2 separate regions of the Hordeum vulgare genome follow, and region 1 is linked to region 2. The links are chromatin contacts, called in public Hi-C maps. All regions are on one chromosome and are shown on one strand. The core of a region is the stretch at or near the end of the contact, and the rest is flanking DNA. Distances in the headings are between cores, read along the strand shown.

The links. Hi-C and Micro-C count contacts between places; a contact is called where the count stands out from the background.
Region 1: a Hi-C map of leaf shows a contact between it and region 2, with 5 times the contacts expected there. The contact joins the promoter of LOC123429676 here to the enhancer-like site in region 2. A contact is called at or near these places in 1 of 6 Hi-C or Micro-C datasets (leaf) and 1 of 1 datasets of contacts at active chromatin or transcription factors (embryo).

Annotation. Positions count from the first base shown.
Region 1 is chr2H:89,155,439-89,162,370 of MorexV3_pseudomolecules_assembly, reverse strand. LOC123429676 (non-specific lipid transfer protein-like 1) reads left to right here and starts at 3,375. Exons shown (of 4, transcript XM_045113687.1): 1 at 3,375-3,777; 2 at 3,924-3,965; 3 at 4,871-5,042; 4 at 5,111-5,216. The coding sequence starts at 3,435. The coding sequence ends at 5,007.
Region 2 is chr2H:89,007,436-89,014,687 of MorexV3_pseudomolecules_assembly, reverse strand. No RefSeq gene overlaps it. Among protein-coding and RNA genes, the nearest start is that of LOC123429674, 5.7 kb to the right of the region's middle. Within about 2 kb of position 3,072, at least 1 of the 3 cell types and tissues checked has open chromatin away from gene starts, as enhancers often do. A contact at or near this core is called in leaf, where this site is marked.

The sequences.
Region 1 (6,932 bases), core at 2,126-4,625, 150 kb before region 2:
AGGATTTGATTTTCAAGGTAACAATGTTGAGCCCCTGCACCAAGAACCGGCCACGTTTGAGCAGTTTACCCAATTTCATCGTGAAATCCGTGATTGGCACACTCATTTGCAGCTTCAAAATGACTCGGTTGAGCACATGTGGGATCATATTGAAAACCAATAGATGTTGGTTAATTATCTTTATTCAAGACAATTTCAATTTGGTTGTAAAACTATTTTACTCAAGACAATTTCGATTGAGATGTAAAACTATTTTTATTAGAGACAATTGATATTTAGACATACAAACTTGTTTAAAACATTTATAAATATGAATATATAGACATATTGACCGTGGCGGACAGGATGTGGCCGTGCGTTGGGCGCACGGCCACCGTATCCCAGGACAGACCCGGACACGACCCCATCGCCCGTCCTAAACTGACAGAATTCGGGTAAAACGGACGTCCGGATGGGGTCTCACGCTGGAGTTGGCCTTACGATATAGATTTAACAGATCAATAAATTTGTTTTAGAAAGGTCCATATACTTTTTTTTATAGATAATACTCTACGGGAACGGAGATGCTCTTATGTGCGCTCTCACGCAAGATCGCCGAATACTGTACGAGATAAGGATGCAGTCCCAGAATGTAGTGTGGATTGCACAATAATTCCATGGCCCAGGTACTCGAGAGCATGTGAGGATGTAAACCAGCTGGAAGATCACATGCACACCTCCATCTTGAATTCCATATTTGCAAGTGCAAAGGCGCATCACGGAATTTCGTCTGGCCACACCACAGCTGTGCATCGCTGTCGCAAAGTGTTCAGTGAGAAATAGAAATGCCCTCACATGGACCGCGGAATGTCAGCATGCGCTGCTACACAGATAAAAGAGAAAAAAACATGAGCTGTCATCGGCGGTTAAAGTCACTTGTGGGGAAGTAGATAGAAAATTCAAAATTCAAAAATTTGGTTTAAAAAAAAAACTGATTCTTTTTTGTAAAACTAAAGAAGAATGTGAGTCATGTGTGTAAACTTTCACGCTGATATGCTTTAGAATGCGGCCTGTATATAAAGACAAAATCATGATTTAGAAGAATGAATAGTATGGTTAAAAAACTTTAGATTTGTCTATTTTTTGATAGCATTCATTTTAACGCATTTAGTCCTGAAAATGTACACATATGTACATTATACGTTCATCTATTAATTTTTTCATTTTTTAATATAAAAATATGAATATTTATGAAGTTTGATTTAAAGGTCTTCATGGAGCTCGTCTTTCAAAAGCAATTGCTGCATATCGAGAAACCAAATGGTAGTAGAATTTATAGGAACTGAGTGCATTTTTCGAGGGGAAAAAGTCCCATAATACACGTTATATCGGGCTCCCCACTCATCCCCCTGCGTCGTCTCCTCTGAGACGACCGGGGGGTAACCCTAGCCGTCGTCGCCGCGCCCCTCTCCCCATCCCCTCCCCTTTCGCCGCCGCCTGAGGTGTGCTCCGATGCCCGCGCTCCACACCGATGAAGGTGGCGGCGGGGATTTGGCGGCTCCACGACGCGTGGAGGACCTCGGCATCCGGGGCGGCATGTGCAAGGTGGCCCTAGCGACGGGCCACCTATGCTAGTGCTAGTGATGCGACACCCTCGGTCATGCGGGTGATGAGGCATCGACAATCCTCAATCGTTGGTGTTCACCCCTCCCTGCAGGTCTTCCACTGTCGTTGAAGCCCACCTCCTCCGCCCCGATCTGCTCCTTCCATCGCCGGATATGGGTTCTAGTGGCTTAGGCCGCTGCTCCAGGTCGCTAGCTGCGCGGATCTTGTTGGGCGGGGTTGGATCCGAGGGAAACTCTTGGCCGGCACGACGGCCACACCAAAGGCGGCGCCTTGGGCGACGTTCCTCTCATTGGAGGTACTGGTGTGGATCCTCTCCCCCTCCTTTCATCCACTGCTAGGTGAAAACTTAGATCCCCTGCTTCGGGTGGTGACGACACGTCTGTGTCTTGTTCCTTCTTAGAGGCACCGTCCGGGGATCGCAGGGGCAACGAAAGAGTTTGGTCGTGGATGTGATGGTGGCGGGGGACAACTTGGATTGTGTTCTTCATTATCTCTTCATAGGCTGCAGGCTCAGAGGATCCTTGTTGTGGTCGCTGGAGTGAGAGGGGATCGGGTTCCTCTCTACGGCGGCTACAGTATACCTTTTGGTAGGAGCCTTGTGCTTTGGCAATTCTAGCTGTGGCCTTTGACCTGCTCATAGCTGTGCCCCCTTGCTTTTGTGACTGTCGACCACAGCTCCCGCCTTCCGGTGTGTCTTCACCGCAGACGACGACGGGGCTTGTGAGTAGTGTGTCCCGGGCTTGCGGGTCTACTCTAGTTACTTCTTCCAGATCAGCTTGGATGCCATCTATTTAGATTATAGGGTGAATCGAGCTGCCGATTGCCGGTGCGGCATCCTTCGAGCGAGGATGAAAGGGGAGGGTCCTGTTGCACCGACGGTAACAAATGGTGGTCTGGTCCATTTCTGTCCTCGAAATGGCTGTGATCACGAAGCCTGTATGGTTATGCATTTCTTCATAGTCCATAGTTTAGTTTTATCTATGTAGACCGTCCTGTAGGGTGTTGGCTGCAGCGTGGTGATGCTCTGGCTTGCTTCTGCTGCTGCCTACGAGTTGTCTCGCTTAAGTGCCTTGTATCAGTCGTTTCTTTTTTCTTTTTTTCCTTTATAAGTGGATGCTCATATTTTTCTGATCGGTTGATGACTTTGTTAATTTAAAGTCAGGCTCTTACACCTTCGTTCCGAAAGAAAAAAACAAAAGTAAGAGCACATACAATTAATTGGAAGACCTTGTCGTATCTGTTCTTTTCAAGTTTATTGTTCTGGAGGCAGGGTGTCTCGAGTCGGAGCCTGCCTGCACGGATGGTCATCATGTGTGTGTGTGCCCTCCGTCACTTTTTTTCGACAGACTGCCTTTTTTCGAAAAATAGCTGTGAAATGATTCCATAAATGGGGCCCAAAATGCTGGGAAAAAAATGGCACTGTATCATTCTCATGGTCGTTCATTTACCCTGCCCACACCAAAAAAATAAAAAAAATCACTACCCTTCATTATGTCTCTAAAAAAAAGACCGTTTCCTAGGACGCAGAAAAGGCGGTTTGCCAACGTGCCAGTCGCACGCTCGAGACTTTGACTCCCGCGCCAACCACCCAGCATAACCGCCTTCCGGTGCGCACGGCACGCCGGTCCGGTAGATAACGATAGCCACCACCACCATGGAAGATGAAACCCTACAACACAATCTCACCGCCCTCCCTCACTGCCCGCGCCGAGACGCCGCCCCCGCCACCTTTAAAGCCAGCCGCCCACAGCCCACCAGTCCACCACCAGACCGCCCCCGGACTCCCCCCTCCCCCCCTCCCTCCCGCACTCGAGCACCCACCACCCACCATGGCGCGCTCCACCTACTACGCCGTCGCGGCGGTCCTGGCCGTCCTGGCACTGGCGTCCGGCGCGGCGTCGCAGGCGCCGGCGGCGGGGCCGTCGGCGGACTGCAGCTCCTCGCTCACGGGCCTCACCGCCTGCCTCCCCTACATCTCGCCGGGGGCCGCGCCGGGCAAGCCGCCCAAGGAGTGCTGCGCCGGCGTCAAGGCCGCGCTCGCCAGCCCCGCCAGCGTCGCATGCCTCTGCGACGCCTTCGGCAAGGACTACGGCATTCCCCTCAACCTCACCCGCGCCAAGGGCCTCCCCGCCGCCTGCGGCGGCAACCCGGCCGCCCTCAGCAACTGCAGCCGTGAGCCATCTTCCCCATCTCCATCTTGTTCCGGTTTTCTTTTCTTTTCCTCGTGTCGATTCGTGACCTAGTCAACCGACTGTTCGTGGAGGGGCGCGCGCGCGCATGTGGTGTTGATCTGACTTTGTTTTTTTGCGGCCCTGCAGTTAAATTGCCCGGCGGAGCCCCCAATGGCGCCCCTACTGAAGGTAATTCCCCGCTCTGTCCTCCTTTGCAGTTCGTAAATTTTGAATCCCTCTCTTTGTTCCTGTAGATCCGTGCAGAAAAAAGTTACTTTGATTAGATCTCATCAAAACATGCTCCTATATGGACGGTTAAAAATCTACTGAGACCTAGAGTCGATTTATCTCTACCTCCATTTTCCACTCTTGAGATCAAGGGGGAAACATATGAATGTGTCCATGGCATAAACATCAATGCTTTCTTGGATTGTAGAGAATCTTTCTGGACACCTCTGGCATCTGGAGTACAGTAGGACTATCTTTCAGCGGTCTGCATGTGAAAAAACAGAACATTTACGTGTTGTTGAGAGTCTCCGCTTAGAAAGAACCTCACAAAAAAGAATGGTGTTCTTTTGAGATTCATAAAGAATGAAATTGGCACATAACAGACCTTCAAAATATTAATTTGTACTATAGATGAAGACATTGTACTCTATTCTATTCCTAATAAAGTATTGCTGTCATAGTGGAGATGCTTTTCAATGGCATCCTAATTTTACATGATGCATGGCAGACAGATGTTACACTAAACCATTACGATGTCACGTACACAACGGAATTGACAAACCATTATGATGGATGGCAACCACTAAATGTTTGAAAGCGTCAATTGTGGCTTTCAGTTCAATTAGTGATAGAATGTACTATCAGATACTAAAAGATGTGATTTGTTTGCACACATCAGTTTGTATTAAGTTCACCATCAAGAATTGTTCATTGGTGTGATCTGAAAGCTGATGATAAATTATCCGGTTTGATAGAGAAAAACCACCCGTTTACCTCGATTGAAAAATTGTTGGTTTTTTGCTTTCTATCCTCCTAAACTTACTTCAGTTCATCTCACTAGACTGAAATCGAAATGTATGTTGCAGCACCTTCACCAACTTCTGGATCAACACCAACGACCGTCAGCCCAAGCCCGTCGAAATCAGCAGCGACCAGATCCCCGGTCTCGGCGGCAACCCTCGCCCTAGCCGCTATGCCTCTGCTTTCTTACTACTACCTCTGAAGATTTGCCGCATGGTTTGTTCCATGAATTATTGTGATGTGTATGGACATTGCGCTGCGATTTAGTGACTACTTTGTGGAGAGAACTTATTCTGCTAGTTGTTCAGTTTAGCTTACTGTTGCCTGAACTATGAATTCTTGTTAGCACCAAGTAGTTGTACTATATTTGCATGGTGCCTTCGTCGGAATAAAGTTGATTAGTGGTGTGCAGATTGATTTTCATGCGGTGCTCTGTTCCCTGCTCAAGCAGTGTGCTTGCAGTTAAATGTGTAAACAGGAAGTGCCAATCGGGGGGCCAACTGAACTTGCGCAGATGCAAGCGTACATCACCAAGGGAAAAAGGCGACGACTCATATTATTTGTGCTTCACCAGATAGTAGAAACAGATATATAACACTCAGAAAAAGACCAACTCATCATCTGCAGAAAGTGCAGAGGAGGGAGTTTTGTCAATGAAACAGCACATCACTGGATGATGTATACGAGTTTAAGAATTGCAGAACAAGTACAGGCGATTGTTCGGAACCAAGCACACTGCAAGATGACATCTTTCATCATTTTAGTTTCAGCAACACAGGTAGTGAAGATCTGCGACGAGTGTTCAAGAGAGAATATCTTGTGCACGGGGAGTTTTTTGTGTTGCCGGTGCACCAAACATCTAAAGTCCGTGTTATAACATCTAAAAGAAATCTAAGAATAATTAAGAAAAATAGAACAAACAAAGCAAACAAGACCTCGAGTATATGAACATCTCCAAACATCCCCCCCCCCCCCCCATGCGCCGCCTGGGGCGCGTCGGCGGAGGGGTTCTCGTTCCAGTCATCCCCAGGTCGCCTCCTAACGTCTTTTTTTAATCTAACTCGGTCTAAATTCGACCAAAAACGAGGAATTTCAGTGTTCTCATTGATATTTGTACAAACTGAACTAAAAACATAATTTAAAACGAAAATTTAAACACTACAACGCCGTCGCCGCCCGTCGCCTTCTAAATGCCAAGAAACTTGTAGAAGTTGGTGCAGTCGTTGTCATCGTCATGCACTCCGCCGTCCTCCTTGCTGCACCCTTGCCATTCGTCGTCGTGGCGGACGGGGTTGGACGGTCCGGGCGTCTCCTCGTCACTATCGTCGAGGATGACGACGCCGTCCTTCTCGCGGCCGCGACGTCGAGCGGCGATCTTCTCAAGGGCGCAACGCTGACGCTCCATCTTCTCCTGGACGTAGTCGTCCCGTGCCCATTTGAGGGTGGACTCGTCGGCGGCGGCCATTTCCAGGTGCTCCTACTTGACGGGGAGGAGCATCGGTGTGACAGCCCGAGACCGACGTCCCAGAAGATTCCCCCTTTATTTCCGTTTCCGTCATGTGATTAGTTTTATTTGTTGCATCGTCATTTAGTTTGCATCATCGCATCATGCATGGCATCATGTCAACTGTGTTTTGTCGGTGTTGCTTGTTGCTTCGTATTGTTGCTTGTGAGTGCTTATGAGTGTGGCGTTGTTCGTTGGCGTGACGAGAGTGGGTGCAACAGAGCCGCTTCAAACCCTGTTGCACCGAGGACGTAAACCTTCTCTCCCCTCTTATTTCATTTTTATGGTTTTGCTAAAGATTTCAGTTTTAACCCCTTCAAAAAAGCCCGTCTTCTTTTAAAGAAAAATCCTTTTATTATATGTGGGGGCAACCCTTGGGTAACCTTTATTTTTTTCCTTTTGTTTTATTTTAAAGTTTGAGTCTCTTCCATTTCTAAAAAGGGTTTATTCTAATTCTTCAAAAGGTTTTATTTTTATTCGTTTAAAAAGCCCAATCTATTTCTTATAGTTGGAGTTTATTTTTCAAGGAGCCCAAAAGCTTTTATTTTATTTCCTTTTTCTTTAAACCTTTTTCGTTTTGCGGTAGGTTCTGTTTAAAAAAAAACAGAAAATAGAGGTAGAGA
Region 2 (7,252 bases), core at 1,823-4,322:
GGTTCTCGGACAGATCGCTCATCTTTCCGTTCTTCGGCATCAACTGAAGTGATTCTGAAGCTGAACTAGGCAGACCGAAGCTGAATTATCCAGACCGAAGTGATTCTGGAACAGTTAAAATTTCAGTTAATTCTCTCTTATCTCTTCTTCTCTCTTAGTGTACTGCTAGTGTACTGTTGCTGCTAAATTTCAGTTAATTAACTGAATCTTCGTTTCTTTGGTTCTTGTTTATGCACTTCTTCTTTATGCAGAGAAGTGCTGAGCCAGCCGCTAGTGTCCTGTGCTGTTGGCAGTTGTGAGCACCTGCTTATCTTTCTTTCTGCACTTGTTCACATTACTGCCAAATACTGATAGAGTTGTTGCCAAATTCAGGTTGATGAGATGAATGTGGGCATCAACCGACCTCAGCAGCAGCTCCAGGAATAACCTCCACCTGGGTGTGCCGTGTGCAGCACCACCACCACCAGTAGTAGCAGCAGCTCGGGAGAGGAGGATCGCCTGGAGGTGGAGGCGCTCGGACCTGGGTGCAGTCTTGGAGGTGGAGGCGCCAGGATCTGGGTGGAGGTGGATGTGGATGTTGAGGGCGGGGCCGGAGGTGGAGGTCGAAGGCGAACCGCCGGAGGTGGGAGGTGGAGGTGGAGGTCAAGGGCGGGGCCGGAGGTGGAGGTCGAGGGCGAGGCCGGACCGTCGGAGGTGGGAGGTGGGAGGTGGAGGTGGAGGTCGAGGGCGAGGCCAGACCGCCGAAGGTGGGAGGTGGAGGTGGAGGTGGAGGGCAGGGCCAGAGGCGGAGGGCAGGTGTGGAGGTGGAGGGTGAGGACGGGAGCGGAGGCGGAGGTGGAAGACGTCGAGGAAGAAGATTTAGAATTTGAACTGGGAGCATAAATGTCTATTTACTCTTTTTCACCTGGTCGGAAGATAGTCCCCAACGACTTATAATTCGGAACAGAGGGAGTACGATGCATGCCTCGATTAAAGCAGCCAGTTCCCCGTCCTTTCATGTTGAACCTTATCGGCCAGATCAACCACACGTTTGAAGTTATGAACGTCCAGCACTTAGACAACGCCCGCATGATGGAGCTCCAGCCAGCATGGTGACCCCGCCTCGCCCTTGTGACACACAAAAAAACACTTTACAACATGGAAATAGCATTTTTTTTACACGCGAGAAAGCGCTACCTCCAGCGACCGTTAAAAAAATACGTGCGCACCGCTTCAGCAGAAGCGCTAAAATTTAAAGCGTGCGATGCACATTATACACAAAAACAAGATAACGAACATAGGTAGTATAGATAGTTCATAGATAGAAATTGCTTCTCGTCGATAGTTCATCATAGTACATAATAAAGAAGATAAAAAAGATAAACTACTCGTCGTTGTCTTTCTCCAATGCGCTCGTGTCCGACTCCTCCGTCGTGACGAAGTCGTCAGCCCATCATTCATCGTCGGAGGACCAAGTCGACGCTCCCTTGAACTCCATGTTAAAGAGTATGGATTGCTTCTGCGTACGAGTGTCCTCACGATAGGCGGATAGCTCCGCCCTCCTTTGCGCGGCGACGGCATGAAAAAATTGCTTCTCGACGGCGCGACAGCATGGTGGCGCGGCGACGACGAGACGAGAGAGAACGGCAGAGGGCGTGTGGGAGCGGTGAAAGGATGCGTGGAAGAGCCGTTGGATTTATAATGCGCGCCGGACGCCGCGCGCCAAATCTAATGCGCACCGGGTCGCTTTTTCTGTCACGTGCAAACTTTTCATGCCTGCTAAAATGTAATTTTTTTCGTGTACTAGGATCTTCCGCAACAACTGAAACGTACACAATCGTTTCATGCATGCTAAAATGTAATTTTTTTCGTGTGCGTATTTTTTACAGCCACGATTGAAGATGTTCTTAGCATGGCCCTGGTTGGTGTCTTGGTGACCATACCCGGTGGACGCATCTTGACAAGTCCTTGGCTTGGCGACTATACCCCGTTTGTCTCTATGAGACTCTGCCACAGGGCCGCCGCCATCGGCATTTATCCCAACGAAGAATTGGGGTTCCAAAAATAAATTAATCACGATCATATTGAAATGTTATTACCGTAGATTAGTGTTCCAAAAATACGTAATGCGCCTTGCAATTGCTGGAGTCGCCGGCGCACGCACTCTCGGTCTTCCCTTGTCCCTGTTTCATTCAAACGACGCGCAAAGAGGCTTGAAGATTCCTACACCCCGGTCAAGTCAAGCTTCTATGCATTTCCCCAACTCGTAAAATCTGACTACCCCTGCCCGTCATCTCAATCATTCCCACGATCTCACGCGCTAATTTCCTCCCCCTCTTTCTCAGAGATCACTTTCTGGGCTCTGCTTTTCATTTACACACGGAAAGATTGCCCAAACCAACAGAAAATAGCACACGCGCTCGTGGGGTAGAAAGAAGATGAGAGTTTGTTTGGTTCATGACTAACTTTATCATAATTAACCTTAGCCAAAGTATGACTAACAAAATGAACACCACAAGTGTAGCAAGATTTAACAAAAAATTAAATGTATGATATGTGAACCATATAACTAAAAAAGTGTGACAAGCCAACAAGTATGGCAATGAATCAAATACATGCCTAAGGTATTATAGCATGACTAAGATTAGGCGTGGCAACCTTAGGCTGGAAACCAAACAGCTCCGATATTTCATCTTCAAAATCTGATGTGATCTTGTACTCCTAGAAAAGCAAGCAAAACACAAAAAGGAGAATGCATGAATAGATGTTCACAATTTAATGCCTGCAAACTAATGACAGTCGAAGTTAACCTGAAACCTAAACATATGGAATTCACTGTTCCCCTAGTCATGTATCCCACACGTTGACCAAATATTCAACTATTTTTATATAACAACCTCAAGGCAGGAATGCATGAAGGCCAAAGGGATAAACAAAACAGAGAGTGGCATTCAAGGAAGTGTTGAACTGGTCAGCAGTTTGGCTATTGTTTTGGACTTTCTGATCTCACTTACATCTCTGTCTGGACGGTCTAAGCGAGAGAGAGACCGTGGACTGGTCGAAGATTCTTATGGTTTTGGTGGAAACCCGTTGAGCTCAACCAAATCCGACCCGGAACTTCTAATGGTCATTACGTAGTGGTGCAAGCGTCATCATGTTTCGTCCTGCGTTCATCACTTGTCTAAAATTTGTTGAAATCATGTGTCCTGCCACTATATTTAAACTACTTGAAATTGATAATATCATGAATACCTTATTGTGAAATTTTAGATGTATTTGTACATGGAATTGTTTTACATGTTTAATATGAAATAATTTAATAAAAATATTGTATGCATCTCTTAGATGCAGAGGCCGGGATGATCTTTTCTTTTCAAAAACTTGAAATAATTACTTCTTAAAATATATTTAGTATATATACCCAATGAAGCTGGTCGATTATCAATGAACACAATATATTATGTATATTGAAAAGACAACCCAAATACACTGACAATGGAAAAGAACTAGATTGATGGTTTATATTGTTCGCAGTCCACCCCACTTACATTCTTAGTCATAGACTGGAAACTCAAAAAGATAAACAGTTTTCCTAGCATTGTTTCGGCTAGCTGTTCTTATGGAAGATCAAGCCATAGCCTTGTCCAAATACATTAAGTGTGTGTTGCAGTAAGTGAATAATGATATTTTTTCCGCATCTTGTGCAAACAAATATTCGACAAACTAGCGAGAAGACGTCTTATGACACTCCGTTACCCCTTCCTATTTTTCCTCACCATGGTGTGACTGTGCAGACGGCCCTTCCCCTTCCTCCCTCCTCTGGTGTCGTTGCGAGTGGCGTCACTTAGCTTTCCACCACCATCATCGTGTCATCCATCACCTAGTGCAGTGTGGTTTGAGCGCTCATGAAGTCAAGTGATCTGTGTTGGCTTGGAGGAGAGCGCCAATGGCTCAACATTCTCCATGTTGTTCACGATGATGGCGGTATCAAAGTCATTGCTACCGGTGGATGAGCATATCACCTATTATTCCTCGAGTTATCAAAGGGCTTGCATAGGATGAAGTCCAAAACAACTCCCCTACTCGCCATGACCAAGCAACATGAACGGTCTCCTTCAAGCAAAAGTACTCCATGTGACCGGCTGGAACAATCGTCGTGTAAGAGCAAGAAGCCCGAGAAATTCCCTTTCAACCTGCTCAGAGTGAGTAAGTTGTCGAGTAGTATTCATCTATCTATTAGTGGAGGAAAGAGTAACAATGATCATGAATGTTTTCGTTTTAGGTGGAAGAAAGCGGAGCTCCCAAAGGGCAAGCAAAGTGTCCTAGGACCTGGTGAGGTGCATGCCCTTCATGATGGACCCCTAACCACCACCTACCCTATGTGTTGAGAGTGTCCCTTCACTACCGCCTTCCTCCTAATATGATGACACATCGCCAACCACCATGTGTACCCACTGATACATCCATTTTGCAGCATGCTTTCATGTTGATATTTATCGCTTTTTGGGCTGTTATTTCACTTCAGGGTACAATACTTATGCCTTTTCTCTCTTATTTTTCAAGGTTTACATGAAGAGGGAGAATGCCACAGCTGGAATTCTGGCCTGAAAAAGGAGCAAGTTTGAGATGCCTATTCTTCGCAACTCCAAAAGCCGTGAAAATCAACGTGGATTTTTTTTGGGATTTATAAAAAATATTGGGCCGAATAAGTACCGGAGGGGCGCCAGCAGGGGCCACAAGCCTGCTAGGCGCGGCCACCCCCCTGGCCGTGCCTAGGGGGCTTGTGGGCTCCCGGCTGGCCCTCTGGCTCCCCCCTTTTGCTACAAGAAGGGTTTCGGTCTGGAAAAAATCAAGAGGAGGCTTTTCGGAGGACTCGCCGCCGCCATGAGGCGGAACTTGAGCAGAACCAATCTAGAGCTCCGGCAGGACGATCCTGCCGGGGAAACTTCCCTCCCGGAGGGGGAAATCGTCGCCATCGTCATCACGAACACTCCTCTCATCGGAGGGGGCTCGTCACCATCAACATATCCATCAGCACCATCTCATCTCCAAACCCTAGTTCATCTCTTGTAACCAATCTCCGTCTTGCGACTCCGATTGGTACTTGTAAGGTTGCTAGTAGTGTTAATTACTCTTTGTAGTTGATGCTAGTTGGATTACTTGGTGGAAGAGTTTATGTTCAGATCCTTGATGCTACTCATTACCTCTCTGGTCATGAATATGATTATGCTTTGTGAGTAGCTACTTTTGTTCCTGAGGACATGGGATAAGTCATGCTATAAGTAGTCATGTGAATTTGGTATTCGTTCGATATTTTGATGTGTTGTATGTTGTTTTTCCTCTAGTGGTGTTATGTGAACGTCGACTACATAACACTTCACCATTATTTGGGCCTAGAGGAAGGCATTGGGAAGCAGTAAGTAGATGATGGGTTGCTAGAGTGACAGAAGCTTAAACCCTAGTTTATGTGTTGCTTCGTAAGGGGCTGATTTGGATCCACTAGTATAATGGTATGGTTAGACTTTGTCTTAATTCTTCTTTCGTAGTTGCGGATGCTTGCGAGAGGGGTTAATCATAAGTGGGATGCTTGTCCAAGTAAGGGCAGTACCCAAGCGCCGGTCCACCCACATATCAAACTATCAAAGTAACGAACGCGAATCATATGAACATGATGAAAACTAGCATGACAGAAATTCCCATGTGTCCTCGGGAGCGTTTTACCTCCTATAAGACTTTGTCCAGGCTTGTCCCTTGCTACAAAAGGGATTGGGCCACTTTGCTGCACCGTTGTTACTTTTGTTACTTGGTACTTGCTGCGAATCATCTCACCACACAACTACTTGTTACCGATAATTTCAGTGCTTGCAGATATTACTTGCTGAAAACCACTTGTCAGATCCTTTTGCTCCTCGTTGGGTTTGACACTCTTACTTATCGAAAGGACTACGATAGATCCCCTATACTTGTGGGTCATCACCTACCAATCGAAGGAATCTGATGCTAGAGTCAACGCTCTTCCAGAGACCTAGCAGATGAGCAATAGTCTGGTGATAGGACCAATTGAAGGGATCAACATTGGTCGCATGCCGCCACCTCCGCCTATTTTCCATGTAGATTTCAAGTAGTTTTTGTTCAAGTAAACGAAGTGGGGAGAAGTACTGTGGGAAATAGACCACACCCAGGAGTTTGAGGATTGTGGTGAGGTGATGGGCATCCTCAATAAACTCGTCAAACAGATCCTAGATTTTGAAAAGACCCAAAGGAAGGGTATCGATGGTCTAAACAACATAGCTAATCTAGTAACTGGAAAGCCCCATCCGGTGATAAAGGGATGCTTCATGTCTAAGCATCAATGTTAATCTAGAATTGCCCATGCACCCACCTGGAGGCAGCCCCCGATCCTCTGGTTGGATCTTTGAGACATGCAAAGGTTCTCTTTCTTAGCTTGTTGGTTTCATCTTGGGTGTAGCCCCAATCCTCCATTGGGTTCATGGAATCGAGCGACGGATTCTTATGACTTTTCTCGAGTAGCATGCTTCTTTTCTCATATTTGCTTAGGCTAGAAGAGAGTTCAAAGGATAACGCTGAGTTCCTCCAGAGCAAGCTTGAATCCTTCGACCAAATCCGAAAGCACAAAGCCGAGTGGGCAGCTTGTGGAGCAACCTCGATGTGACCCATGAGACATTGGCCCAATACTACTTCTAGCCTAATACTCGACAACTTGAGGAGGAGAAGGCCGCTACTGCCAAGATGGAGGGGGAGGTCTAGGCGATGAGAGTCGTACTCCTCAACTAGAGGAGATACACACAATTGCTACCAAGCTCAAGGCGATCAAGACTCACACTCGAATACTTAAGGAGGAGAAGCTTTCTACTAAATCATCTATAAAAAGGACTCAACATGTCTAATTCATTCCATCATTCAATATTTTGACTTGGTTACTGAGATTTTCCAGATTAGGTCAAAAACCAGAATGAAGGAAGTATCATACGAGGACACAATATACTCCCTCCGTTCCTAAATATAAGTCTTTATAGAGATTTTACTAGGGGACTACATACAAAGCAAAATGAGTGAATCTACACTTTAAAGTATGTCTACGTACATCCGTATGTAGTCTCTTAATGAAACTTTTAAAAAGACTTATATTTAGGAACGGAGGGAGTAGTTGCCAACTTGTCTTTACACAAGTATTTTTGATCTTTTTTACACAAGTGCAACATGGGAGGGTTCACTCAATATTAACCCTTAGTTTTTGTGAAAGAAGAGAAAA